Linked DNA regions of Mus musculus: regions 1, 2 and 3 are each linked to region 4. Evidence: chromatin contacts called from public HiChIP or PLAC-seq and Micro-C data. All regions are on one chromosome and are shown on one strand. The core of a region is the stretch at or near the end of the contact, and the rest is flanking DNA. Distances in the headings are between cores, read along the strand shown.

Evidence for each region. A called contact is a pair of places that touch in the nucleus more often than the background predicts. HiChIP or PLAC-seq counts read pairs in DNA pulled down with a chosen protein or histone mark.
Region 1: an H3K4me3 HiChIP or PLAC-seq map of forebrain shows a contact between it and region 4, with 6 times the contacts expected there. The contact joins the enhancer-like site here to the promoter of Zcchc4 in region 4. A contact is called at or near these places in 6 of 39 promoter capture datasets (the 3T3-L1 cell line, the C10 cell line, the SN4741 cell line and 3 more), 1 of 15 datasets of contacts at CTCF or cohesin (large pre-B cells), 11 of 115 datasets of contacts at active chromatin or transcription factors (the 230-238 cell line, astrocytes, craniofacial prominence and 7 more) and 2 of 9 other capture datasets (embryonic stem cells and liver).
Region 2: a contact with region 4 is called in an H3K27ac HiChIP or PLAC-seq map of embryonic stem cells, with 3 times the contacts expected there. The contact joins the enhancer-like site here to the promoter of Zcchc4 in region 4. A contact is called at or near these places in 6 of 39 promoter capture datasets (the 3T3-L1 cell line, the SN4741 cell line, hippocampal neurons and 2 more) and 3 of 115 datasets of contacts at active chromatin or transcription factors (embryonic stem cells and large pre-B cells).
Region 3: a Micro-C map of the G1E-ER4 cell line shows a contact between it and region 4. The contact joins the promoter of Rbpj here to the promoter of Zcchc4 in region 4. A contact is called at or near these places in 1 of 484 Hi-C or Micro-C datasets (the G1E-ER4 cell line) and 2 of 115 datasets of contacts at active chromatin or transcription factors (large pre-B cells and pro-B cells).

Annotation. Positions count from the first base shown.
Region 1 is chr5:52,106,408-52,112,663 of GRCm38.p6, forward strand. It overlaps a transcript of Ppargc1a not described here. Among named protein-coding and RNA genes, the nearest start is that of Gm40302, 21 kb to the right of the region's middle. Within about 2 kb of position 4,779, at least 11 of the 459 cell types and tissues checked have an H3K27ac peak or open chromatin away from gene starts, as enhancers often do. A contact at or near this core is called in forebrain and hippocampal neurons, where this site is marked.
Region 2 is chr5:52,227,909-52,234,236 of GRCm38.p6, forward strand. No RefSeq gene overlaps it. Among named protein-coding and RNA genes, the nearest start is that of C130083M11Rik, 15 kb to the left of the region's middle. Within about 2 kb of position 4,478, at least 18 of the 459 cell types and tissues checked have an H3K27ac peak or open chromatin away from gene starts, as enhancers often do. A contact at or near this core is called in embryonic stem cells, where this site is marked.
Region 3 is chr5:53,586,007-53,592,468 of GRCm38.p6, forward strand. It overlaps Rbpj (recombination signal binding protein for immunoglobulin kappa J region), which reads left to right and starts at 4,480. Exons shown (of 11, transcript NM_001080927.2): 1 at 4,480-4,718. The coding sequence starts at 4,699.
Region 4 is chr5:52,779,486-52,785,867 of GRCm38.p6, forward strand. Zcchc4 (zinc finger, CCHC domain containing 4) reads left to right here and starts at 3,570. Exons shown (of 13, transcript NM_001308144.1): 1 at 3,570-3,729; 2 at 4,504-4,622; 3 at 5,613-5,695. The coding sequence starts at 3,606.

The DNA of each region.
Region 1 (6,256 bases), core at 3,529-6,028, 670 kb before region 4:
GTATAATGCACCACTGATTTGTTTCAGACTAAATCGGGGGAAATCTAAAAATAAAGAGATGTTGAACATATTTCTTTGCATATTAACTTTAAAGAAATGGATTAATCTTTTAGAAATAATCAAAAATGAATGATCCACTCAGTGTGTAGCAGTTGCCAAAGAGTGTGGAGATGCAACCCTCCCCTGACTCTCACTTATCCCCTTACACTCTCTGAGTGTATTAAGCATAGACTTTATGCTTTTTCATTTTAGACATTAAGAAGTACAAGTGAGCCTATGGTAACCCAACCATGCCCTTCCCTGGGGACAAGTTAATAGAAACACAACTCGTTTGTTCTCCAAGTCACATTCCCATTTTCAAAGATGACATCGCAGAATTGACTGCATCTTCCCAAGCAATAGAACACAGAGATGGAAAGCAACACACATAAAGTGGGGGGATTGTTTTCTTATATCTCAGCCATGTCTCTAGCACACGCATGCTGTCTGCTGCAGACCAGGCATGGTAAGGGACCAGGAACATGGAGAGCCACGGCTCTCGCTCCAAAGAAGCTCTCTTGGTGGAACGTGCAATGACAGGGACACATAAGGAGTTACAATCAAGAGAGAAAAAGTTAAAGGTGGAAGTGGAGGGGCAGAGAAAGTCAAATCAGTACATGATTGACCTTTGTGACAGGTCACATCAAAGGGTCTTCCTTCATCCTGTGATCATCCACACCCATCTTCATTGGGACCACCTCCTCCTTCTCCTGCTGCAACCTGAAAATGCCCCAGTCACCAGCTAGCCCTTCAATAGTCATCTGTCACCAAAGCTTGGTGACACAATTCATTGTTTTCCTTCCTGAATGAAAGTAAAAGGAAGTATATATTCGGGGTGTACCATGAAAAAACGAGGCACAAAGCAGCTTATGAAACGCAGACATCCCCTGCCAGTTCCATCTCAGCAGAGGGAGCACTACAGCCAACTGGGTGGGAACAATTACCAAATTGTCAATGGAATTCAATAAACGTTGTTTTAAAAAAGCTAATTATTTGTTACAATAACCAGCTACTCGCGCCACTTTGTATTTGGAGGTTTGTAAACTACTTCCATTTGAAACGTAATTGATTCCATTTTTATCATTTGTTCAAGTTTATGTGGTTGTTCTCCTCCTAAGAGATGATAACATCTATTTTCAGCAAATTATACATTATAATTCCTCATTCAAAAGCTGTAACGGAAAACAAAATGCTAATTTATGCTGTAAACGAAACTACGGAATCATAATCACTCATTGTTAACATTAGGGACAAACCGCTACTGGAAATAATAAATTGGAATAAGATGTGGTTAAGGTTGCTGCTGGGTCTCCCTCCTTTTCCTTCCTGACTTTTTCCGGCCAGTCCGGTTCCTAACGCTATTTCCCCCGAGAGAGTTCTTGGGTGTCTTGTCTTCTTCTGGTATAGACCAGACATTGCCTTTACCTTTAGCTATTACCTGCAGCTCGATTTCAAATGTACAGGAAGACGAGCTCACAAAGCAATCAGAAGTGCGCTCTACAGAGGGAAGCATATTAGAGCCACACACCTTCTTCTCCACATTTCATTAAGTCTCTGTTCCTACATCTCCCTACACATCAGCCATCTTCCCCCTACCTCACCCCAGGCCCCTCTAAAGTCCCTTCTGGCCAAGGGGAACCTTCTCTCAATGCAAGCTCCCCTTCTGCTTATGTAAATAACACCAAAGAAATAAACAGTTGCACACAAGCCCAGTTACATTCCATAAATCACATTGATTCTTATTAACCAAAAAAAAGGAAAAAAAAAAGAGGGAGTGGGGGATAGATATGGCACCACGTTCTGGAAAGGCACTGGGCTTTGTTTAAGTAAGCATCTTTAGGAGAAAAGGTTGTAACATCGAGTAACTGCATTTTCCTCTTTCCTTCATTTTTAAAACATATTATAGTGCAAACAAAATGGGGAGATTTAAATACAAGTATTATATCAAAAAATTTGAATTCTTTGAAGGGACCAAAAAGTCACACCGTCTCGGAGAGTGAGTCACGTTTCTGCTGCCCTTTGATTTAATGCCATCTGCTGCACACGTTTACCTCTTTGCTGGCAAGGTGTGATCATTGATTTCCTATGGTCTCTTGGAAGGAAGTTCTGCTTCCTTGATGATGACTACAAAGGGGAGGTGACCCCATTCTCATTCCGATGCAAGCCCTGCACTTTCCTATTTCCGCTAGGGCCCCAGGAACAGTGAAGCCAGCGAGAAACATCCTCTCCGTATTGCTGCTGACATCAAATGTCGTCCCTCCCCTTCCCACAGCTACAGTGTGGAAGGACATGATATAAGGGCCCAACCATGAAAAGGCATGAAAGGTTCGTGATGGACAGGAGTATTAGGTGCACAACTCCTTACAGAAGACTCCTGGAAAAACGGGGGGTGATGAGAAAAGCAAGTCTCAGTCTGAATTGAAAACATAACCAAACTGATATGAATTCGTGTCTAAAGGGACATGAATGCATACCTAAATGTGTATGCATACAGTGTGTGTGTGTGAGAGAGAGAGAGAGAGAGAGAGAGAGACAGAGAGACAGAGAGACAGAGAGACAGAGAGACAGAGAGACAGAGAGACAGAGAGAGAGAGAGAGACAGAGAGACAGAGAGACAGAGAGACAGAGAGAGAGAGAGAGAGAGAGAGAGTTTTAATGTATCTGAGTAATTGTAAAATCATTCTTCTTGATTCAGAAATTTGACCAATCTAAAGACTCTGTTTCTCTGACCAGATCAACTATCCAAATCAAATAGAGTAATAAACTCGAGTATCTAGCAAGGCCCATCACCAAGAGGGAAAAAGCATCAGGTGGTTACAGTTGGCTCCACCAAAACAGACAGACAGCTTCACCCCCAAGAATTCTATGTACAATATAAAAGAAAGAAAAGGAAGTGGGGGGTGGGCAGTCATTAATATCAACGACCAGTATCCTCAGCACCCATATAAAAGTCTCCAAACTGGAAGGCAGAACCAGGAGGAGGGATCACTAGGGCTTGCTGGCCAGGCAGTCTAGCTGAACTGTGAGCTACGGGTTCCGTGAGTGACCCTAACTCAAAAAGAATAAGGAGAGAGCAGATGAAGAAAACCCTTGGCATCAACCTTGGGCATCCCACACACATGTGTGCATACCTGCACATACATTTAGGTAAACATACATGAACATGTACATGGGCATATGGCATCAAAAAAAAGTGAAAAGAAAGAGAGGGGATGAAGATTTGGACAAGCAAAGGAGAGGTTCACTATTTGTAAAGGCAAACAGATGGCATCCTCAGAGACTTTCAAGGGATGGGTGTGTAGCCTCACAGTGCTTTTGTGTTGCAGAGAGGAATGGAGTGGAGACAGTAAGAGGAAGCTGGCCTCTGGCTGCCCAACCAGTCCCCACTACTTGCTCCTAACTAGCACTTAATTCTGTCTTGTTTGCATTCTCTGTAAAATGGGAATAACAAGACAAGGCTCTACCCCGTGTTGTTATGGAGACTAAAGGAGTCATACCGGTGTAAAGTGTTTGAAACAGCATTTTAAAAAAAAAGTAGTAGCCACAATCAAAATCCTGTGATCTTGTGTCTATAGAAATTTATAAAGGTGCAGGATATTTTCAAACCAAAGCTACCAAGAGGAAGCTCATCTTACCGGAAGACCGTGGCAACCGATGTATGTCCCGACAAGTCTTTCTTTTTGTTACTGTGCACTGTGTCATGTATGTGTAAACAGACATACATCATACATGGGTGAGTATGCTCATGTGTGCATGCAGAAGCTAAAAGACAGCCTCGGGTATCACGCTCACCAGCACCATCATCACTACTGTCAACACTGTTCCAGAGTTCACTCACTAAGCTGAACTGGCTATGCTGTGAGCCCCAGGCAGCTTCCTGTCTCTGCATCCACAGTATGCCACCATGCCTGTGATGTTTACGTAGGTGCTGGAAATGGAAGTAGATTCCTCCCAGTTGCAAGCCTTAGGTACATCTCTATGGATCTAAACACTGTCATCACTTTAAGAATTGTGGAATAGTCGGAAAGAAAGCATACATATATTCAATTCTACCTGGTGTTTCCTGCTTTGTCTATCTCTATTCCCAGAACTAATGCCAAGCTTCTCCTACTCCTACCAAAAACAAAAGAACAGACAGACGTGTTCAACAACTTACCTACCTATCTTCTGTAATGAGCCTGTATTAAAACTTCTACGTTGCTAGACAAGATGAAGTGCAAAGAGCCCCAAGCACTGAATAACAAAAACTATAGAGCCAAATTCAACAGGAACCCTGCCTGCTCTGCAAAGATGCATCTGGGCTGTTCTTCCAGGGAGGCCATTTTCTATTGAAAGCTCAGAGGTTGATGGTGCAGGAGGCAAAAGAAAGTTAAAATGCATAGTCACACCAGATAGTGATGCATCTTTCACAAACTTGGGGGTTAAGCTACCAGGGAACCAAGGAACTGTCCGATCAGGTGAGGAAAGTCAGATGTCAGGCCTCTCTGGGACACCCACGCAATCAGCTAATTGGCTTCATTTTTCACTTTCAACTGATTGATTCTGTATCATACAGACCTGGCCTGCTTCGATCTGGGCTGACATAGTGGCAACTAATAAGGTGACCCAGGTCCTAAAAGCAAGCAGATAATGGCCAAGGATGGAGCCTGACCGCTTAAACAACTCCAGGGGAGAAGCCCAGGCTGAAAGGCAAAACATAAAAAGAGAAAGCTGAGGGCTGGAAGCTTGCTCTGCTGCCATCCCTAGGCGTGAAACTGTAAATTAAAGAACGGGCTGCCGTCTGCTGCACTGAGCCAAAGCAGACACATCTCACAGATACACTTTAATTGGGGGTTTCATTCTAACTGAAACAGGTTCCTCCTCAGCAGATGCTTCCCCCCCCCACACACACACACACACTCCACTCCTGCCCACACACACACACACACACACACACACACACACACTTGTGGTTTGTTTTGCACATTGGAAAGCCCATGCAAAAATACCTGCAGCATGGTCTCAGAAACAGGATGGAATCTCCCAGTTTCTAAATGGCAACAGATGTAGTTTCGGCTCTAATACACATTAGACTCTTTCTCTCTCTCTCTCTCTCTCTCTCTCTCTCTCTAAAAAAAAAAAAATCAACAAGCCACCCCCTCCAGCTTCAATAAATGTCACAAAATAACTAAATTCTTTCCTTTCCACGATGATCCGTAGCTGGAGTATTTTTAATGTCTGTTTATTTGCTTGTTTTTGTTTGCCTGGTTTTTATAAGTGAATAAATGACTCGCTACTTTCCAGATTTTCCATCTCGTCCTATTTTTCAACCCCTTGTTTATAATGAACGGTGTCATAATCGTGCTTCTTGTGAAAACGAAAGAAATCAAACAGCCTTGGGATTCCAGGAAAGGAGGTTCTTAGTAGACATGCCTGCCTGCTATTGATGTTGTAAAAAGGTTCCTTTTACATGGTATTAGATGTTGAGAGCACATCATATTGATCTAGAAATAAAAAGCTTGATTTTTTTTAGTACAGCCAACCCTTACCTTCATAAGCACTTTATAACACTAAGAAGTGGGTTTTATTTTTAATTGAGGTAAACAAATTACACTTGAAGAACGATGCTATTTTTAGGGAATGAAGGGTTTGTACGCTTTTTTGGCAGCAATTCAGGTAAAATCATGAATAAGTCTCACTCTTTCAAATTTTGGCCCAGGCCTCTCTCCCCAAGTCAACGCTGCCTGAATCCTGGGATAAAATGTGAAACTATTGCCTTTGTTTTCTCCTTGTCCTCCGTAGGAACAGTAGTTGCAAGCAGTTTTCGTAGTCATTTGCCCATGCTCAGATGCTGAAAGGGCAAACTGGAGCTCAGCAAGGCCTAATGCACACGCTGTATAATTCTCCTTCCTTGAAAATGGTGACGGTGGCTGAGCCGGAAACCTCAAGTCTCCTAAGGCAACGCTCGCCAGCACTTCCCACCGGACAAGCAGAGCTAGGGTAGTGACCGCCCCTTCCTCTAACAATGCTTGTCTTTCGTTTGTTTCTGCACTTTATCTTAAAGTTCATACCGTACCACTGGTGGAAGAAATCAATACTTCAAATCATCTGCTCTCCCCGCCAGCCAATTTCTCTGCACTCAGGTTAGCTCGCTCCCCAGTACCAGTCTGTGAGCTAATCACCATCCACAGAGCAGCACCAGCTGCTTTTTCAGACATTCTTGCCATTTTCTTAGCAA
Region 2 (6,328 bases), core at 3,228-5,727, 550 kb before region 4:
TTGCATCTCTGTATGATTTTGATGTAAGAAAGACCCAGCAAAAGTAAGATGAAATGACACTTGTTATGCAGATTTAGGTTATTATATTTCCATGTTTAAGAGCTAACCAGGGGGCTGGAGAGGAGGCTCAGTGGTTAAGAGAGCTTGCTGTCCTGTCATGAGGATGCAAATTTGAATCTCAGTATCCCATCATGTAGCTCATAATGTCCATGACTCAAAAATGCCTGTAACTTCAGTTCAGAGGGATCTGACGCCCTCTTCTGGAATATGTGGGCACCTGCACACATGTGCACATACACATACACTCATATACATACACTCATACAAATAATTAAGAAGAATAAATATTGCAGAAAGCACTCATCACCAGAGCCGGGTGTCCTTACAAATGGAAGCTTTGAAATATGTGAAATATTCATATAGGACCTCTCCTCACTGTAGGTTTTATTCTAAAACAGACTGTAACAATCTTTTCCTCTGATAAGAATTTTGCATCCCCTTCGGAGGTAAAGATGGAAGAGGGAGGGATCACAAAGAGTGAGGATTAGGGGAGGGAATTGAGAACACATAAATAGAGTCCAGAATTTGTCTCTAGTTCTGATACAACCTCTAGAGTTTAAGCTTAATAAATTTTAACATCTCCTTTTTAACATGGTATGGTTTCTGAAATATTAATTTTTGTAAATTAGTGATTTTATCTCTTTTTTTAAAGATTTATTTTATTTATTATATGTAAGTACTTTGTAGCTGTCTTCAGACACCAGAAGAGGGAATCAGGCCTTGTTACAGATGGTTGTGAGCCGCCATGTTGTTGCTGGGATTTGAACTCAGGACCTCCGGAAGAGCAGTTGGTGCTCTTAACCGCTGAGCCCTCTCTCCAGTCTGTGATTTTATCTTTTATTTTCTGATGTGCTTTAAGACTCCAACTATAGTAGGTGTCCCACTCATGAGTTGTATTTCCACTATCTAGAGTTGATTTAGTATGATTTTTTTTTTAACTAGATATTCCCCAATTAAGGGACATGTAAGCTAAGTGATCCTTGTCCATTTTTCTAGATACTCGTGTAAGTTAAATTAACACAATTACCAAAGATAAAAACATCTGGAGTAACAAATGGCAGCTCCCCAACCCCCCCCCCCCCAAATGTCTTCTTCCTTGTATCTCTGTTTTCTATTCTCCTGAAAATCATAGGCGTCTGTGTGCTACATACAAGATGTGCGTTTCAGATGAGCTCCATGGGCTGCATCGGGAAGCAGCTCCATGTGTTCTGATACCTGCTGTGTCTCGGGCTTGTCCTGTACATGACAGAGATATTGGGAGGGGGATACGGCGATCAACCTGTATATGTGTATTTCTGATAAGGCTCCTTCCCACTTAGGAATAGGGTTGATTCCATTGGATCCCTATACATTTTGGAATATTTTCCTTGACACCTCCATATTGCTGAGCTGGAGGGGTTGAGTACCTCTTATCTTTGATATCACCATTATCTGCTTTATTTTATGGGCTTTTCTGTTGCCATGGTGAGACACCATGACAATGAGCAACTTAAGGAAGAGCCTGTTTTGGCTTATGACTCCAGACAGCTAGATAGCTTAAAGGTAAAGTCCATTAAGCATTGAATTACTCCCTGGTCATAATGATGATATCAAAGATAAGAGTACTTGTTCCCTCCAGCCAAGCAATATGCAACTAACTGTTAAGGAGAACACCCCAGAATGCAAAATCTGGAGATCAAGTGAAATTACCTTTATTTCTTTTTTCCTACCAATTAACTTATTTATTCACTTTAGATCCCAATCATGTATCCCCCTCCTAATTCAGGCCCCCTTACCTGGACCCTTCCTCCACTCTCCTGCCCTTCGCTTCTGAGAAGGGGGAGGTCCTTCTCAGGGGACCAAACCATCCTGGCACATCAAGTCACTGCAGGACTTGGTATATTCTTTTCCACTGATGCTGGACAAGATAGCCCAGTTAGGGGAACAGGATCGACAGACTGAAGACCAAGCTGCATTTCTGCTGCATATGTACAGGAGTCCTAGGACCAGCCCATGTATGCTCTTTGGTTGGTGGTTCAGTCTCTGGGAGCCCCCAAGAGTCCAGGCTAGTTGACTCTGTTGGTCTTCCTGTGGAGTTCCTATCCCATCCTGGTTCCTCTATTCTTCCCCTAACTCTTCCACAAGATTTCTCGAGCTCTGTCTAATGTTTGGCTGTGGGTCTATGCATCTGTTTCAGTCAGCTGCTGGGTGGGAGCCCCTCAGAGGACAGTTATGCTGGGCTCTTGTCTGTGAATCCAGGCTGACAGATACAAACATCGCCTGAGGCTCCAAGGTACTTTGAAGGAGGAAGCAGGTCAGCAATGTGTTCATATAGATCTTCTGAGGACAGTTCAGCACATCATCCCCCTGCCCCACCCCACACACATACATACACACGGACAGGGGTTGCTACTACAGTCATTTATGTCTGGCTCACACAGGCCACCTGTGTATCTAGGCCAGCAGTGACAAATATAGCTGTCAACAGTGTCTTCACATGTTGCATCATTGCATGACAAGGCTTTGACCAACAAAGAGGCAGCAAGGCCTCACAGTGCATTCCCTGAATCCACTACCTGTGCAGGGACAGTGGTTGTTGTTTCCTCCATCCACACGTGGACCTCCATGGAGACAGGGTTGACTGGCGCATCATCAAAGTTGAGTTCACGGTGGTTTCCAAGGAAGCTCGGTGCACAGTCACAGAAGTAAGCCCCAAGAGCATCCTGACACGTGGCACTGTGCAGACACGTCTGGGATCCTTGGAAGGAACTTGGATGACTCAGCCAGGAACACACACATAATGGTTGATTGCTCAGTGGTATAGTAACAGAACAGAAGAAAGTCCTAAGTCTTTTCAAATGCCTGACAGGTAGGTAGCGTTGGGGTTGGTGGAAGTTAATGGTCTGTTAAAGCATTCCAAAATGATAGTCAAAGGGATATTAGGTCAGACACAGAGTTGGGTAATAAATGTCTATTAAAAGGCAGCTAAAGATAGCCAAAGACAATTTAGCGCTGGGCCTGCAACATTCCAACCCTCCACAATCACTAAAGTTCTGGTAGTCAATCAGCATTGTAAGATTTTAAACAGAAGCTGGACTTCTCCCCCTGGGAACTTCTCAAAACAGTAGGTATCAGACAAAACAAACAGATATTTTAAAATTCACGTAAAGCAAAAGTGACAAGGAACCCAGAGTAGCTTAATGCAAAGACTTGCCAAGGACAATGGTTTGTTTGTTTGTTTGTTTGGGTTGGGTTGGGTTTTTTTTTTTTTTTTAAAGAGTCAAAGTGAACAAAATTGAAAGAATTCTCTGTCACCTTTGAGGTTCCATGCTAAAGGTGTCACATGCTGTACTGCCCGTGGGACCTGCAGTGCATTTTCTTAATTAGTTATTGGTGGGGAGGGCCCAGCCCATTGGAGGTGGGGCCACCCCTGGGCAGGTGGTTCTAGAGTGCTATAAGAAAGCAGACTGAGCAGGCCATGAGGAGCAAGCTGTGTTGTTTGTACTCCTTAAGAGCTTGTCTTGTGTCAGGAGCCATCTAGGATAGGCTAAAGCTGCCAGGTGGGGCTCCTGAAAGATGGCCCACCATTTTTGAATGGTCTTCAATTGATGATCTCAATGGCAAGGTCCCAAAGAGACTTGATCTCAGGATTGTGTCTTTCAACTGATAAGCCTTTCCTGTCATTATTAAATTAATATAATAATCCCTGGGCGTTAGCCCATCCTATTGATCAGGTTTCCTGCAGATCAACATAAAGATGAACTTCTATGAATTAATGCTGTTTAGATATATGATACATGTGTTCTCCAATATACATATTCTTAGGGTTTCATTACTGTGAAGAGACACCATGACCAAAGCAACTCTTATAAAAGCAACCATTTAATTGGGGCTGGCTTACAGTTTCAGAGGTTTAGTCCATTATTGTCATGGTGGAAAGCATAGCAGTGTGCCGGCAGACAAGAGTGCTGGAGGAGCTGAGAGGTCTACATATGGATCCAAAGGCAGCCAGGAGGAGGAGGAGGAAGGTCTCTTCTGTACTGGGTGGAGCCTAAGCATAAGACTTAAAAGTCCACCTAAACAGTGATGAACTTCCTTCAACACCTCCTCCTAGTAAGCTGCACCTACTCCGACAAGGCCACACCTCCTAATAGTGCCGCTTCCCTTGGGTCAAAACTTTCAAGCATATTCAAACCAACAAACAAGCATGAAGCACGCACATGTGTGGGCAAGCGTGTGTGTGTGCGCACACACACACACACACACACACACACACACACGCACACACACACACACACACACACACACACACACACACACACACTTCCAGAGAAGTGAAATACAGAGCTAAAAACTACAACCTCAACCCTCTAGCACCAGACAGGGAAGAGCTCTGTGAGTCTGCAGTTTCAGACTCTAACCTGGGTGTGGTTCCTGGAGGAGTCTGGGCATGACTCCCTGAGGGGAGGTTGGAAGAGTCTATGTGGAAATCTTGACTGGTTATTTACTTTCCCCTCTGGTTTCTTTCTAACCTGTACTCTCCCCACTCCCAAACCTGCCTGGTAGACAGCGTAAGACTGTAGGGAAACAAAACAAAAAATAAAACAAAACAAAACCCATAATGCCAATGAGTAGATTTAATGGCTTCTTGACACTCCCGCAGATCAGGATCTTTTCTTCAGTCTCCGTTCATCATATATAAAGCAGGAGCAATGTGAAGGTGTACTGAGTATAATTGATTATACATTGTTGGCTAATCCAGAGAGCACACCAAACCCAGACAGCAGGGCCAAGCACCTGTAAGCACTGTGACTGCCTCCAGGAGGATGTTTAATGCAAAACGGAATGGGTCTCTGTTCCCTGGGGAACTTGATCAGCTCTTCCTTGCTTCACTTCTCTCTAGCCCCAGCTTCTGCTCTGTTTCTTTGCTTTCATTTTCCTCCATCTTGATGCTGGTATGATCCTCATGGAAACAAAGCATCTTTGATTGTCTTTTGATTTCAGTTCTCTTTTCTCATCTTCCCTTCATTCTGTTTTCCTTTAAATGCTCATTTTTTAAATTGTCTTTTTAGGGTTTTTTTTTTTTCTTTTTTTCTTAAGACAAAGTTTCTCTGTGTAGCCCTGGCTGGACTGGTATTCACTCTGTAGACCAGACTGGTCTTGAACTCAGAGATCTATCTGCCTCTGTCTCCCGAGTGCTAGGATTAAAGGTGTGTGCCACCACCATCTGATCTCTATTTCCCTTCTAATGCCAGAGTTACATGAAATAGAAACAGAGGGACATTGCTTTTATTGTATTTTAAGTTAAAAAAAAAACCTTCAAAATTTCTTTACAAGAAGTCTAATTCAGACAATGCATTATTTCTAAAGATTCCTTAGCTCTCTCTTAAATTATTTTTTAACAAGTCTGTTCTTTGCAAGTTAGCTGTGTGTGTGCCTCTTCTAATGTGTACCACCAGGCCCTCAGCTTTTAAATTTTTCAAAAATATCTATCTTTCTATCCATCTATTTCTATCTATCCATCCATCCATCCATCCATCCATCTATGTATCTATCTATGTATGTATGTATCTGTGTATCGATCTATCTATCTATTCATCCATCGATTCATTCATTCATATATGTATGTATGTATGTATTCATCCATCCATCCATCCATCCATCCATCCATCCATCCATCCTTCCACCCATTTGTTATCTATTTGTGGGGTCAGACCATGATGCACATGTGGAGCTCAGAGGACAACTAGCCAAGGTGCTGCTCTCCTTTCATCTCCTGAGTTCTGGGGATCAAGCTCTGGTTCTTAGGTTTAGTGCCAAGTGCTTCCATCTTGCCAACCCTCAATTATTAGTATATATTAATTATATATAATAACTTTCCTTATGACAATTTCATACATGTACACAATATACTTTGATTCTATTCATCCCATCATCCTGTCTTGTATCCCACCTTCTCCTACTGACTCCCTTTTCTTCCTCCACAATGACTTACCTTCCACTCTTCTGTTTTGAATTTATTTAAATACTTATCAAGGGATGTATGTGTTGCACATGTGTAATTCTAGGTCCTGGGCATACAGCCAAAACTAAATCAACACAAATCATGGTTTAGGTTCTCGTGAGCTCGCTTCCTAGGGGGAAGGAGGCTACAGAGGAAAGGGTGTCAGGCTTCCCCTACCCCTGCTCCCCTGCTCATATCCCCATGTCTGATCTCTCCTTCTCCTGCTATGACTGGCCTATATCTCATTTCTTGGGCTGCCTTCTTATTGGAAAGGTTTGTTCCTCT
Region 3 (6,462 bases), core at 3,230-5,729, 810 kb after region 4:
AACCAGGTTCCTACACAGAGCACCTGTAACCCCAGTGCTCTTATGGGAAAATGGGAGGCAGAGACAAGACAATCCTGAATGCTCTCTGGTCAGCTTGCTTGGAATATGCAAGAGAAAAACAAGAGATGCTGTCTCAGGCTGGGCAGTGGTGGTGCACGCCTTTAATCCCAGCACTTGGTAGGTAGCCTGGTCTACAGAGTGAGTTCCAGGACAGCCAGGATTGCACAGAGAAACTCTGTCTGGAAAAACCAAACCAAACCCAAAAAACGACGCAGTCTCAAACTAAGTGACAAGTGAGCATGACAAGTGACAAGGTTGTCCCTTTGACCTCCATGCCCATGCATTCAGACACACATATACAGGAAAACCAATAAGAAAAAGACATTCTTTACTGATATGCAGGAGGTTCCCAGCATTTTCTTTAATCATCACAAGTGCTGAAACATACAGGTAACTCAACAAATAGGTTAGTATACTTATAGCACAAACCACACCGAGTTGTATGATTAACACGTAGTGACAAATTCCCACAATTTCCACAGAGACTATATTTTTAATCCCACAAGCCACCCATGAAAGTATCTATTTCTTTATTGTCCATTAGAAGAATTTTTCTTTCCTGAGGGGCTCACATGGAGAGCAGGAAAACTCTTAAATGTAGAGCCCCACTTACTGGTCCAAATGGTTCTAAATGGGCACCCCCCATCTTTCCCTCCTGCCACTTCCAAATATTCTTCCTTCCATCCTTTAAAATCATCTCTATTCTGCCCTAAGAGCTTCTCTATCTTCTTTCCATTCTCCCTGCAAATAATGACTACCTACCTCACATCAGGCAATGGTCCAGGAACTGAAGCTTGAAGATAGAAACAAGGCATGTAAGAAGAAAGAGGCATGGGAGTCACTCTAGGGAAGGGTGGCCAGAAAATGGCCAGGGTATATGACACATTTACCCAAAGACTTCAAAAGACTTCCTCCTATATGGGTGTGGGGAGAGTGCTGCAAGTCACGGAGAGGGCACAGGCTCGGTGTTAAGAGTGCTTATTGTGCCCTCTGAGCTTCAAGAAGGGCAGCAGGCTAGCTAGAGCCTCAAGTAAAGGAAGGGGAGGAACTTTGGGAGTCAGAGAGGTCAGGAGAGTCTGGCAGCAAGCCAAAAGGTAAGTTCTTGTAGGGAAATGGAAAAACCAGTGGAATCTCTGAGGATGAGGAGGCATGGTCCCATGAGAAGAGCCTCAGGCTGGGTAGAGGTGGAAGGAAGGAAGGAAGCTCACTTAGCAGACAACCTGTAGGCTAGGTGGGGAAACAGACGGGTTAGATGAAGCTAGTTGCTGAGGAGGTAGAAATGATTAGGATCTAGGTCTACTTTGAAGGTATTGTACGTGGTTTGAGACTAGTTCACTTGTGATCCCAGGTTCTTGCACAATCTTGGAGCCCAAAGTAATAACGTGAGAAGTAGTGGAATTTTCAAGAAGTTGGGCCTAGTGGCCGATATTTGATGCCTAGTGGCATCAAATCTGGCAACCAGAGATTGATCCCTGGAACCCACCTAGTAGGTGAGAATAAACTGCAAGTTGTTCTCTGACCTCCACGTGTGCCATGGCCTGTGCAGACCCACACATATTTAAAAAAAAAAGAAAGAAAAGATAACTTGATCTTTAAAAGAAAAAAAAGTTACTCTAAAAAGAATAAACCTGGCTCCCGTTCTACCTCTAGTTTTCTATCTTCCAGTCTACGTGACCTATCCGTGTGCACATACTTCTATTATTGTGACACCATCTGTTAAGGAGGACTTGCGACAACCAAACAGATGTTAGTATCATTTGCTCCGGCACCCTCCAAAGCTGGGAGCAATATTAGCTTCCTTTCCTTACATATTATGGATTAGAAAATAGACTAATAGATCTGACTAGCATGATTTTTCTTGCCGGTGCAATCCTGAATGTGTGATATATATATATATATATATATATATATATATATATATATATATAAAAGCAAAAGTAATTCCAAGGTCCTCTTAAGTGAGGGCAAAGGAATTGGCATTACTGAGAAAGGAAAACACCTTAGGTGGAGCGTTTGAGTTGAGATTAGTTTTATGACTATCAAGGCTTTCCAAGGTCTCATGGCCTTCCGTCCAACATTAGTGTCACAAACCGTCACACTAGGCCTAAAAATCCTTGAGGAAACGTTTAAAGGCATTTTACCTCCGCAACACTCTCTTGTTCTGGATGAGACATGTTTTGACATAGCGTATTAAATGGGCATACGTCCTTTTAAAAATGGGAAGTAAATAAATAAAGCGATAGGCAAACACATATCGCATACCCTTAACAAACCTTCAGTAAGCAAAGCTTTATTTCAACCAGGAGACATTAGCTATTAGAGGGTTCACTGTCCTTTAAATGTCAAAACCCAGTCTTCATTTGTGGGTGCATGATGCTAGCAAGACACTAGTCCTACACAGCACCACGCCAATCTGAAAAGTGGCAGAGTGAAGAAGGGTTCTGACAGCTCTTGGGCAAGTAAATGAATTCAAAAAGGGTGCGTGGAGAACAGCAGCCACTAACGTATCTGATGAAACAGTACCTAGAACGGGATGCTTGCTACAAAAGAATAGAAAGAGGAAGGAAACAAAACTGGCGTTTTAAGTCATCTGGGGGGGAGGGGAGACAGAAACTGGTATGTATGTAGGATTCCTTTAAAGGCTAGGAACAGACTAAGGGGAAGCTATTTAAATCGTGTTCTCGTACCACAATGCAAACGTTTGAGATCGCTAAGCTCAGCTTTCCCGGAGCCTTGCCGGCTCACAAAGCCATCGAAGACACTATAAAGGAAAACAAAACAAAACAAAAAACAAAACAAAAACAAAACAAACAAACAAACAAAAAAACCCCAAACCAACCATTGCTAGAATAGTTAAGGGAATCCAAACTTGTTGTAGAGCAAGTGAAGTGGAGGCCAGACTAGGTGACTCAGATGCATGACTCAAAGCCGACACGGGGCTGGCTGACAGCTCCCGGAGGCGGGGGGCACCACGTCTGTCACATTTCAGGAAAGTACCAGGCTCGGGAGGGCGACAGGAAGCCTCCCCGGCGCGTGCGTGAGTGTGCCGGGGCGGCCTCAGCCCGCCGCTCCCCGCCACGCGCCCACCGCCCCGCCCCGCCCCGCCTCGCGGGCGCCTGTCGGACCCTGCCTTCCGCGTCCCGGGAGCCGCACGGGACGAACACCTGTCGGGGCCCCGGCTCTGCGCGATGTAGGGCGCACGCCCAGCCGCCCGCGGGGTGGGTAGGAGAGCGCGTTCTCGCGAGGCTTAGGAAATTTCCCACGGCCCGTGTTGTGTCTGAGCCGAGCGGTGGAAGGCGCTCGGGAGGAGGTGTAGCGTGAGACTCCGGCTGCCCGCATTGCGCACATGCGCAGTGGCGCGAGCGCGCCGCGCCAATCCTGCGGCGCTCCGGAGCGGGTCTCGGGCGGGCTGATCCAGTTCTCCGGGTTTTTTGTGGCTCCCTGCGGGAGGCAGGCAATGCAGGAGCTGGGAAATCTCTTGGAAAGCAAAGGGCCGGGAAGGGGGGGGGGGGGGAGCAGGGAGGATCAGCAGGTAGGGGACCGGAGGGACAGGTCTCGGGCCACCACCTGCCGAGAGGTGTCCCAGGCAAGACAAGCATCGGGCGACAGCATCGGGCCACCGCCGGAGGAGCTGTTTCTAGGCAGTTACCTACACGTCTGCACCCACACCTACATCCTGCAAGCTGGCTGCTGCCATGAGTTCCCCAGGCAGTCGGAGCTGGGCGGGTAGCTCGCTCCCAAGTGCCCGGGCTTGTAGTGGTGGCTCTGGGGACAACCATTCGGGGCTCTGACGTGTGGGTGCAAAGTGAACATCGGGGGGTTAGGGGGGACACCTTTGCGCGAGGCTGACCTCGGGATGACCCCAGCTCGCATCGGGGAGAAGCGGCGAAAGGCACAGAGCTTATCCCCTAATGCTTTTCCCCTGCAGAGCTCTTGGGAAGGGTCAGCTCACGCGGCGATCACGCCTGTCTCGCCGCGTGTGCGGGTCGTGCGGGAGCAAATGAATGGAGACAGTCGCTGGCAGGTCACCGGGGACCGGGGCTCTGTCCCGATCTCCGCCGCTCCGGCACCTGATACTGAGATTAGCATAAGGGAGGTGTCCAGTGAACGTCGGAATGAATGAAAAAGGCTGGGAACCCGCGGCGAGCGGGAAGCCACTTGGAAAACACCCACTCGAGGAGGCGTCTCCTCTAGGCCTGTGAGACGCTCGCATTTTCCCAGGACCCCTCCTCCCGGCCCCGGGGCCCCGCCTCCTGACCCCTCCAGTCCCGGTCCCCGTAGTAATGCCCTCCGGTTTTCCTCAGTCTCCACGTACGTCCCCGAGGGCGCGTCCCAAAACCCGGATAACCGGAGCGCTCCCCATGGACTACTCGGAGGGCTTGTCCGCGGAGGAGCGGCCTGCGCATGCTCCATCGGCGGGGTAGGTTTCTAGGGAAAGGCAGTGAGCAGATCCCTTAGTCCGCGGGCGGCGCGAGGCGGCTGGCTCCCGGCGGCGGCGGCGGCGAAGCGGGGAAAGACGGCGCGGGGGCCGGGTGGCAGCGATCGGCGAGGCCGAGGGAAGGGGCGGGGGAGAGGAGCAGGGAAAGGCGGCGGGGGGAATCTCGCGAGGGTTGGAGTTTTGGCGAGAGTTTGTGGAAGATGGCGCCTGTTGTGACAGGGTAAGTCTGAGGGGGCAGCGAGTGCTGGGAACCGGGAAAGTTGCGGGCGTCTGACCGCCGGCGGCAGGCGGCGGGCCGGGGCCGCGCGGCGCGCCGGGGCCTCGGGAGGCGGCGCGGGGCGGCGACGCGATGGCGCGGGCCGGTGCGGGGCTCGCCCGTGCGCCGCGGTGGAGCGGGCTCCGGGCGCGTGAGGGCGGGCGGTGGCGAGGCCGGCGGCTGCGGGCGGAGTGCGGCCGGCGCGCGGGGCCGTAGGCACCGTGCCCGGCGCGCGCCCCCCTCGGCGGGCCTGGCGGGGATCCCGGCGCAGCTTTGTTCCCCGTGCGTGGCCCGCGTCGCCTGTCCTCCCAGCCGCTGCCCTGGGCGCCGGAGCGCTTTGTCTGTGTGCGCTGCCCCCCGCGATTCTGCCCCCAGCCCTTTGTTTCGCCGCCTTAGGCTCTCTGTGGGAGCCGCTGCGCGCCCCGCATCCCGTCTGCACCTCCACTCCGCCCGCTGTCCCTCCTCCCGTGCCCCTTTGTTGTATCCCTCTCTTCAGTAGCTGGGTGACCTGCCATAGCCCTGGCACCAGATTACTGCCGTTCTCTTTCTTCCATTGTCTTTCTCGTGTGTATCCCCTCTCACCTTTTTCTCTTTGGTCCTCACCCCCCCCCCCCAAGGCTTTGTCTCCCCTATGTAGTGTCTCATTCTCTTAGCATCCCCTTCCCCTCGCGTCACTGCCTGATTTATCCGCTGCCCACTGTGTCTGTCTGTTGAACTGTCTCAACCCCGGGGACTCCATCTGGTGCTTCTAAGTGCGCACAGACTCTAGGGTTTGCTTTTGTTGTTTGAGTCTGGGAGATGCTTGAGATACTTAAGTTTGCTCCTTCCGCGCCCCTCCTTTCTTCCTTCGCACCCATTTCTCTCGGGATCACACCCCTACCCACCCCTATGCGCCCCTCTCTTGGGATTAAAACGACCCCACTTTTCTTTGCCATCTTTCTGGGCCCGTGATTGTTTTGCTTGGTAAGAGTAGCGCTGGAAAAGGATCTCGATTTCTTGATGGTTATTGCCGTCCCCATCATTGGCTTCTGACGGCCCCAGGCCAAGGGCATCCGCAGTAGCCTTGCACCTGGGTTACCTGAGGGCTAATGGAAGGGTATATTTTAAGACTGTTAGAAGTAGGCTCAAAGGTACTTCCCACCCCCCCACCCCACCCCCTGTTGGTGATGGAGAATAGTTTCAGATATTCGCAGTGGATGTGCGTTTGATGTGAATAGGAGGTGAGTGAATTTTGATGTTGTAAACTTGTGAATGTTGGGCTGATGAAGTTTATCTTTTTTTTTTTCCCCTGGAATTTGTATCTACAGTTTTAATGACTTTTCGGAGACATCTGGCTTGGGAATTTGATCAATGGCTTGCTTCTTCATAATTTAAATGAGTTTACCATTTATGGTTGTTTGAATTTGCAGTTTGAGTGTGTAGTTTGTGATTTTTACTTCTGTGGATGTGTGGCAACTCCTATTCCGACGTTGGGAATCAGGTGCCAAAGAGCAGAGTGTAGTTTTGGTTTGATGAATACTGCTTTGAGGATCTTTGTGGGATACATTAATTACGGGCAGTCTAAAGACTGGTAGCTTTCAGTTTGGTTATCTTAAAAGGTACTTCCTTATGTTACTTGAGCATTAAGTTGTTTTCAGCTCTTATTGTTATGGTAATGTTAAAAGCTTGGGTGAAGTCTGGGGGTGTGGTGTAGGATATTGTATACTAA
Region 4 (6,382 bases), core at 2,320-4,819:
CTCTCCTTTGTAGCAGATCTCTTTATCTCGAGGTTCCATTGTCCATGTCTACAGGGGACAACCACTTTCACAACTGAATCCTATTTCCTCCCACCCTTCTGCTCAGGTCTCTTGCCAGAAAGATTTTGCAGGCAGGAAGAAGGGACTAGGCTGCTCTTCCAGATTTGATGAAAGGCCTCTTGAAATCTATATCTGCAGAGCTGTTTTTTGTTTTGCTTTGTGGGAGCCAGGGTCTCCTGCACCAGGCAATCAATCACTCTGTCACGGAACCGTATCCTCCTGTTCAGGGCTGTTCTGGCTTTCTATAGACCTACTCCATGGCACTTTTGCCCAGCACATCAGACATGCTAAGGTGAAGGCCACACATGATGGCACATGCCTGTAATCCTAGAACTTTAGAAGCTGAAGCTAGACAATGGCCACAAGTTAAAGGCCAGGCTGGGTTACAATAGTGAATTCTAGGCCGGCCAGTGATACTTGGCTAGCTGTTGTCTCTAAAAAAACAAAAGAAAGCAAAACACAACAAAGAAGAGCTCAGGAAGTCTCAAGAGCTCAGAAGTAGCAGTTCTGGGGTATGTAGTTCTGCAGTGTTCTCACTGTTTTTCTTTTTTTTTAATTATTTTTTAAGACTTATTTATTTTATATATATGAGTACACAGTAGCTTGTCTTTCAGACACACCAGAAGAGGGCATTGGATCCCATTACAGATGGTTGTGAGCCAGCATGTGGTTGCTGGGAATTGAACTCAGGACCTCTGGAAGAACAGTCAGTGCTCTTACCAGCTGAGCCATCTCCCCAGCCCCCTCACTGTTTTTTAGAGATCCCAGAAATCTCCCATGGTCCTTTGGGTCTCAGGCCTTCCCAGATAAGCATCACAGTTTGGGGCTATTCACAGCTGGGGAGGAAAGCAGAGAGAGGACATATAGGGGGCTTCCTGGCCAGCTCAGCAGGGCATCAGGGTCCAGATGTGAGCATTGCAGGGTATTTGAACAGGGTGTTTGGGAGGGAGAGCAAAAGAACACAGAAAGAGAGGAAGGAGGCAGTTTCATTGGGACAGTTGTACAGAGACTAGTTGCAGAGAGAACAAGCCAGACACAGATGAAGACAGAACGAGCCAGTGAATGAGGAGACACAAGATTAGAACAGATTGCCAAAATTAGTATGAGGTCAAGCAGAACCATTCAGGAAAGGCCAAGGAAGAGAAACCAGATCAAATCAGTCAGCTTGGAAAGGAGTTTGTGAGCCAGAACTGCTGGGTTGAACAGGCAGTTAGAGTTCAGAAAGAACAAGAAAGGGTGAGCTTATTCACCAAGAAGTCTCAGAAGCTGAAAACATTCTAAGTCCAGATATATGGAGGCCAGAAGCTTCCAGGACCAGGCCTAGGTCAGCAGATTGAGACCATAATCCTTCCAGACAACAGTTGGATAGGCAAATAAAAAGTACTTTTACATCTGTGACTGGAGTGGTAAAGCAAAAGACCATATTCTACCAAGCATCTGGAAATTTACAGGGAAGGCTAATAGGCAGAGCTACTTGTTGCAGAAAACACCATCCTTGTGGAAAAGGATGCCCCAGTAGTGACTACACATCTCCATCATGATGACTGTCGTATCAGTCATCTCTGTTGCTTGTGTTTGATAGGACCAAAGTTTTTCAACCAGAAGATAGAGACAATGCTAAGACATTCTCTACAAAAGATCTGGCTTCACTCATTGTGTTTGAAGGAGATTTGGAGAGTGGAGTTCTCTGAGGATAATGGGATAGTCTTCCTGGTACTTGTAGGATTTTACTGATTTGTCCAGAGACTCTGTGGGAAGAGTTTCCGAATTCATTGGGTCTTAGGATCAAACTCTGAGTGACAGGACAGGCAGCCAGAGTCCACCCCTGTGCTCGGGTCTATTTTCAGTTTCCATCAGAATCCTTCCAAGGATTTCAGAGTATTTCTGCCCCCAGTATTTCCCAGTATGAAGTAAAGACTCTATTAGGCAATAAAAACACTCATAACTTACTGATGATTATCATAACCCTGTTAGCAAATAAATACATAGATGTCTATCAACCATAGTTAACACCTCATAACATTCCAGTTACCGATGGGATGTGTACGTAAATGTTCCCCCACCCCACCCGCAAAAAAAAAACCCTAAAACCTAGGATCTTGGTGATGTTGTAGCCTCCCCAGTTTTTTAAATTTTACTCTAATGCCTATGCAATAAAATCCCCTAGTGGCAGAGTTTCTAGAATTTGTGCCTGTTGTAAACTGGTGAATAACTGTGTACCTAAATCTAAGGTGTGGGATTTTTCTCACCAAAGTTTTTCCTCAGAAAAGAGAAGACTGTATCATTTTTGAAGGCTGCTTTATTATCATAATTATATACCTCCTCATGTACCTTATTCAGATCAGAGTGTGTGCATGTGCATGTGTGTATACACGCATGTACGCGTGTTACAATTTGCAATTTCATTGACAGATGTGTGTATGAATGAGCCTTGACTACTACTACCACTGTTTGGAATTAGATAGACTGATCTCTCCCACTTGGTTATTTTCTTTTAAAATTATTTTAGCCATTTCTTTGCCTTTCCCTATAAAATTCAGAATAATACTTTGTATATCTGGCTGAGATTTTGCTAGAAACTGCACTCAACCTGTCTGCACTTAACCTGGTAGGAGGTGGCATCTTTACTGTGTTCCGTTTCCCGTGTAATGAACAGACCACGCTTCCACATTTATTTAGATCTTTCTTGATTTTTTTTTCAACCACATTTTCTAGTTTTCTGCTCATGAGACCTGTGTACGTTAAACAAATACATGCTTCTTTTGCTTGGAAATTCTAAGTGGTATTCTAAATTTTATGTTTAGACAATCACTGCCAGGGTATGTTAGTCTCATATCCTGAAACTTACCAAACTCAAGTTAACCTAGAAGTTATTTAAAAAGTGTACATTCTTTGATATTTTTTATGTAGACAACTGCCACTGGCAAATGGCGACATTCTTTTCCTGAGGTACAAACGAGAACGAGAATTCAATAATTACGTGTAAGAGCAAGTGTTAGATGAGCTCCAGGCATGGTGAGGCATGTGTTTGTAACCCCAGCATTTGGGAGGTAGAGGCAAAAGATTAGGAGTTCCAGGCTACACTCTGCTACTGGGGAGTTAGAGGCTAGCCTGGACTACATGAAACCCTGTCAGAGAACAGAACAGAACAGAACAGAACCAAACCAAAAGACTAGACAGTTCTTTGGCATTGTTAAACGCAATAGAGCTGCTGTGCTGTGTGGTTCAGCCATTGTTTACCTCTTTGTTGCTCTTTTGGATCTATAATCTAATCAGATCTTTGTTCTAAAGATTCATCTCTTCTCCTGGTTATAGGTGCTCTCTTGGCATAGGCCTTCCAGCTTCACCCCAGAACCCCCACGGGTGTGTGTGTGGGTGGGTGGGTGGGTGGGTGGGTGGGTGTCCTGCTTAGTTTCTCACTCTGGGTCTGACGGCGGCATGGCTCCTCCAGGACGCGTGGGGCGCTGTGGGTTCCGCGTGCCGCGGCGGCGCTCTTTCTCCGCCTCCTTGGTTGGGACAGAGGCTTTCGGGACTTCGGCAGAAAGATGGCGGCGCCCATGGACTGTCTTGAGTCCCTGGAGGGTGATGGCGACGCGGGGCGTAGGGCGTCCGGGGTAGAGGTGGCGCTTCCCTCGAACCCCACGGCTCCTGCCCCGCTGTGCCCGCACGGTGGGTCGGCGTCTGCGCTCAGCCTTGCCGGCGGCGCCAATGGCGAGGCTTGGGCTAGGTGCTCTGCGGGTTTTTCGGATTTGTGTCTGGAAGAGAAGGCTTTTTCCCACCCCCTCTTCCTTACCTTGTGTGATGCGTGAATAACACCCGGTTTCAGAAAGTGTTTGTCACTCTATTTAGTAAACCCCCAGAGAGGTCCTGGCTGCTGGAGCTTTGTCTCCAGAGCTGTTAGCATCTCTGCTTTGGGGGACAGGTTAGGGAGAAAGCCGAACGTAGAATGCACGGGGCTGAAGGCTTCTTGCTGACAAGTTCTTAGCGGAATTTAATTTGTTGAATTGATGGGGTTTTATTGTTTTGAAGTTAGAATAAACAACAAAACCCTGGAAGCCTAATTAAGTTTACTTCTTGCGGCTTTCCAACTGTAAAGCTCAGGGTTTCACTGAAAATGGTAACGGCAAACCTTGCAGTTCTCCGGGCTTTCCCCCTTGTTTTATTCGCGTTTGTTCTTTTAAGCATACTTTCGTCATGGACCCCAGCTGTTGACTATTGTAATGTAAACAGAAAGCATTTTCTTTTTGAAGAGAGCAGTTTTAAAAATTATTTCTAATATTCAAATGCATCAGTGTTGCAATGGAAGAAAATAAGATTTATCAAAGAGGATAGTACATTGAATTATAAATTATGTATAATGCCTAAATAAGTTTTATTTAAGGCAGAGAAACTTGGTGTAGACTACTGCTTGATACTTATTTTTTCTTCCTATTCTGGAACTAGGGCCTACTCTTCTCTTTGTAAAAGTGAACCAAGGGAAGGAAGAAACACGAAAGTTTTATGCCTGCTCAGCCTGTAGAGATAGAAAAGACTGTAACTTTTTTCAGTGGGAAGATGAAAAGGTACAGTAACATTTTGGCTAGTTTTACGGAGAATGAACCAGTAAACATGAAGTTTAAGCATTATATAAAAGGATTTCTTTATTTTAGTGCATTTGGTATTTTTAAAGATTTTTTTTTTCCTTTTTTTTTTTTTTTTTTTTTTTTTTTTTTTTTTTTTGAGACATTGTTTCTCAGTGTAGCCCTGGCTGTCCTGGAACTGATTCTGTAGACCAGGCTGGCCTGCCTTTGCCCCCTGAGTCCTGGAATTATAAATGTGTGCCATCACTGCCCAGCTTAATGATTAATTATGTGTATATGTGTGTGCACCTATTTATTGGTATGCACACATGAGTGCAAGTACCCATGGATATCAGAAGAGATCCTCCGATCCCCTAGAACTGCAGTTACAGTCAGTTATGAACCTCCTGATGTGGGTGTTTTAAATAGAGTTAGGTCTTAAGGTAGTGTTTGATCTCAACTACTGGGCCATCTCTCTCACCCCAAGATAAATATCTTAGGAGGGATGAAAATTTCATGCTTTGGATTTTGTTTTTAAATTCTGGGCATTAAAGTTAATACTTAACTCTGAACTTTGATACAGATGTGTTATTGTCTTAAATGAAAATTAGTTCCCTATAAGATTTGATGTGTTAGTATTGGGTAGTCAACTTACAACTTCAGTTTTGCTATTTATTAGTTTCTTTTGGTTTGTTTTTGGTTAGTTTTTGGTATCTTCCTGTGTAGCTCTGACTGTCCTGGGTCACTATGTAGACCAGGTTGAACTCAAATTCACAGAGCTCCACCTGCCTCTGCCTCCTGAGTGTGCCATTACTCCTTGCAACTTCTAGTTGGTAATGAGAATATTGAAAAACAACAGTTATTTATTTCACAAGAGTTCTAGAGATTGGGAAGTTCTAGATAAAGAGGGAGTAATATTGATGGTGTGTTCTGCCCTTCTGATAAACAAACAAACAAACAAACAAATACACAAACGTTTGTTCTGTCTTTCAGTTGTCAGAAGCTAGACTTGCTGCCCGAGAAATTCATAATCAAAAATGCCAGCCTCCTCTATCCCGGGCACAATGCATAGAAAGGTATTGGTATGATGTCTTCTTTTCCTTATTGCTTTGTCAGTGATGTTGCTTTTTAAACTTACCTTCATTTATTTTTTTTTACACTTTCCATTTTAATGATTTGCAAGTGTACAATTCACTGGTATTGATTTTATTCACAATTTGTGCAACTGTTTCTTCTGTGTTCTAAACATTTTTAATCACATCAAAAAAAATCAGAAAATTTTCACAATGAAGTAATAACTCCTTATTCTATTTACTCCAAACCTTGGTGACCTCATTGTGGCTGTGAATTTGATTATTCATATATTATTCATTATTCATATATTATTTGTTCTTTTTTTTTTCTTCGAGACAGGGTTTCTCTGTGTAGCCCTGGCTGTCCTGGAACTCACTCTGTAGACCAGGCTGGCCTTGAACTCAGAAATCCGCCTGCCTCTGCCTCCCAAGTGCTTGGATTAAGGGCGTGTGCCACCACGGCCTGGCTTTATTTGTTCTTGATATCTATGATTTTTACATTTAGTATGTTTCCAAGGTACATCCATGTTCTTTATGAGTATTCCGCCTTCATGTAGGTCTGTGTAATATATTTGTACCTTGTACCTATGGAGGCCAAAAAAGGGCATTGGATCCCATGAAACTGGAATTAAAGATTATTGTAAGCCACCACATTCATGCTCGGAATAGACCCAGGTCCACTGGAAGAGC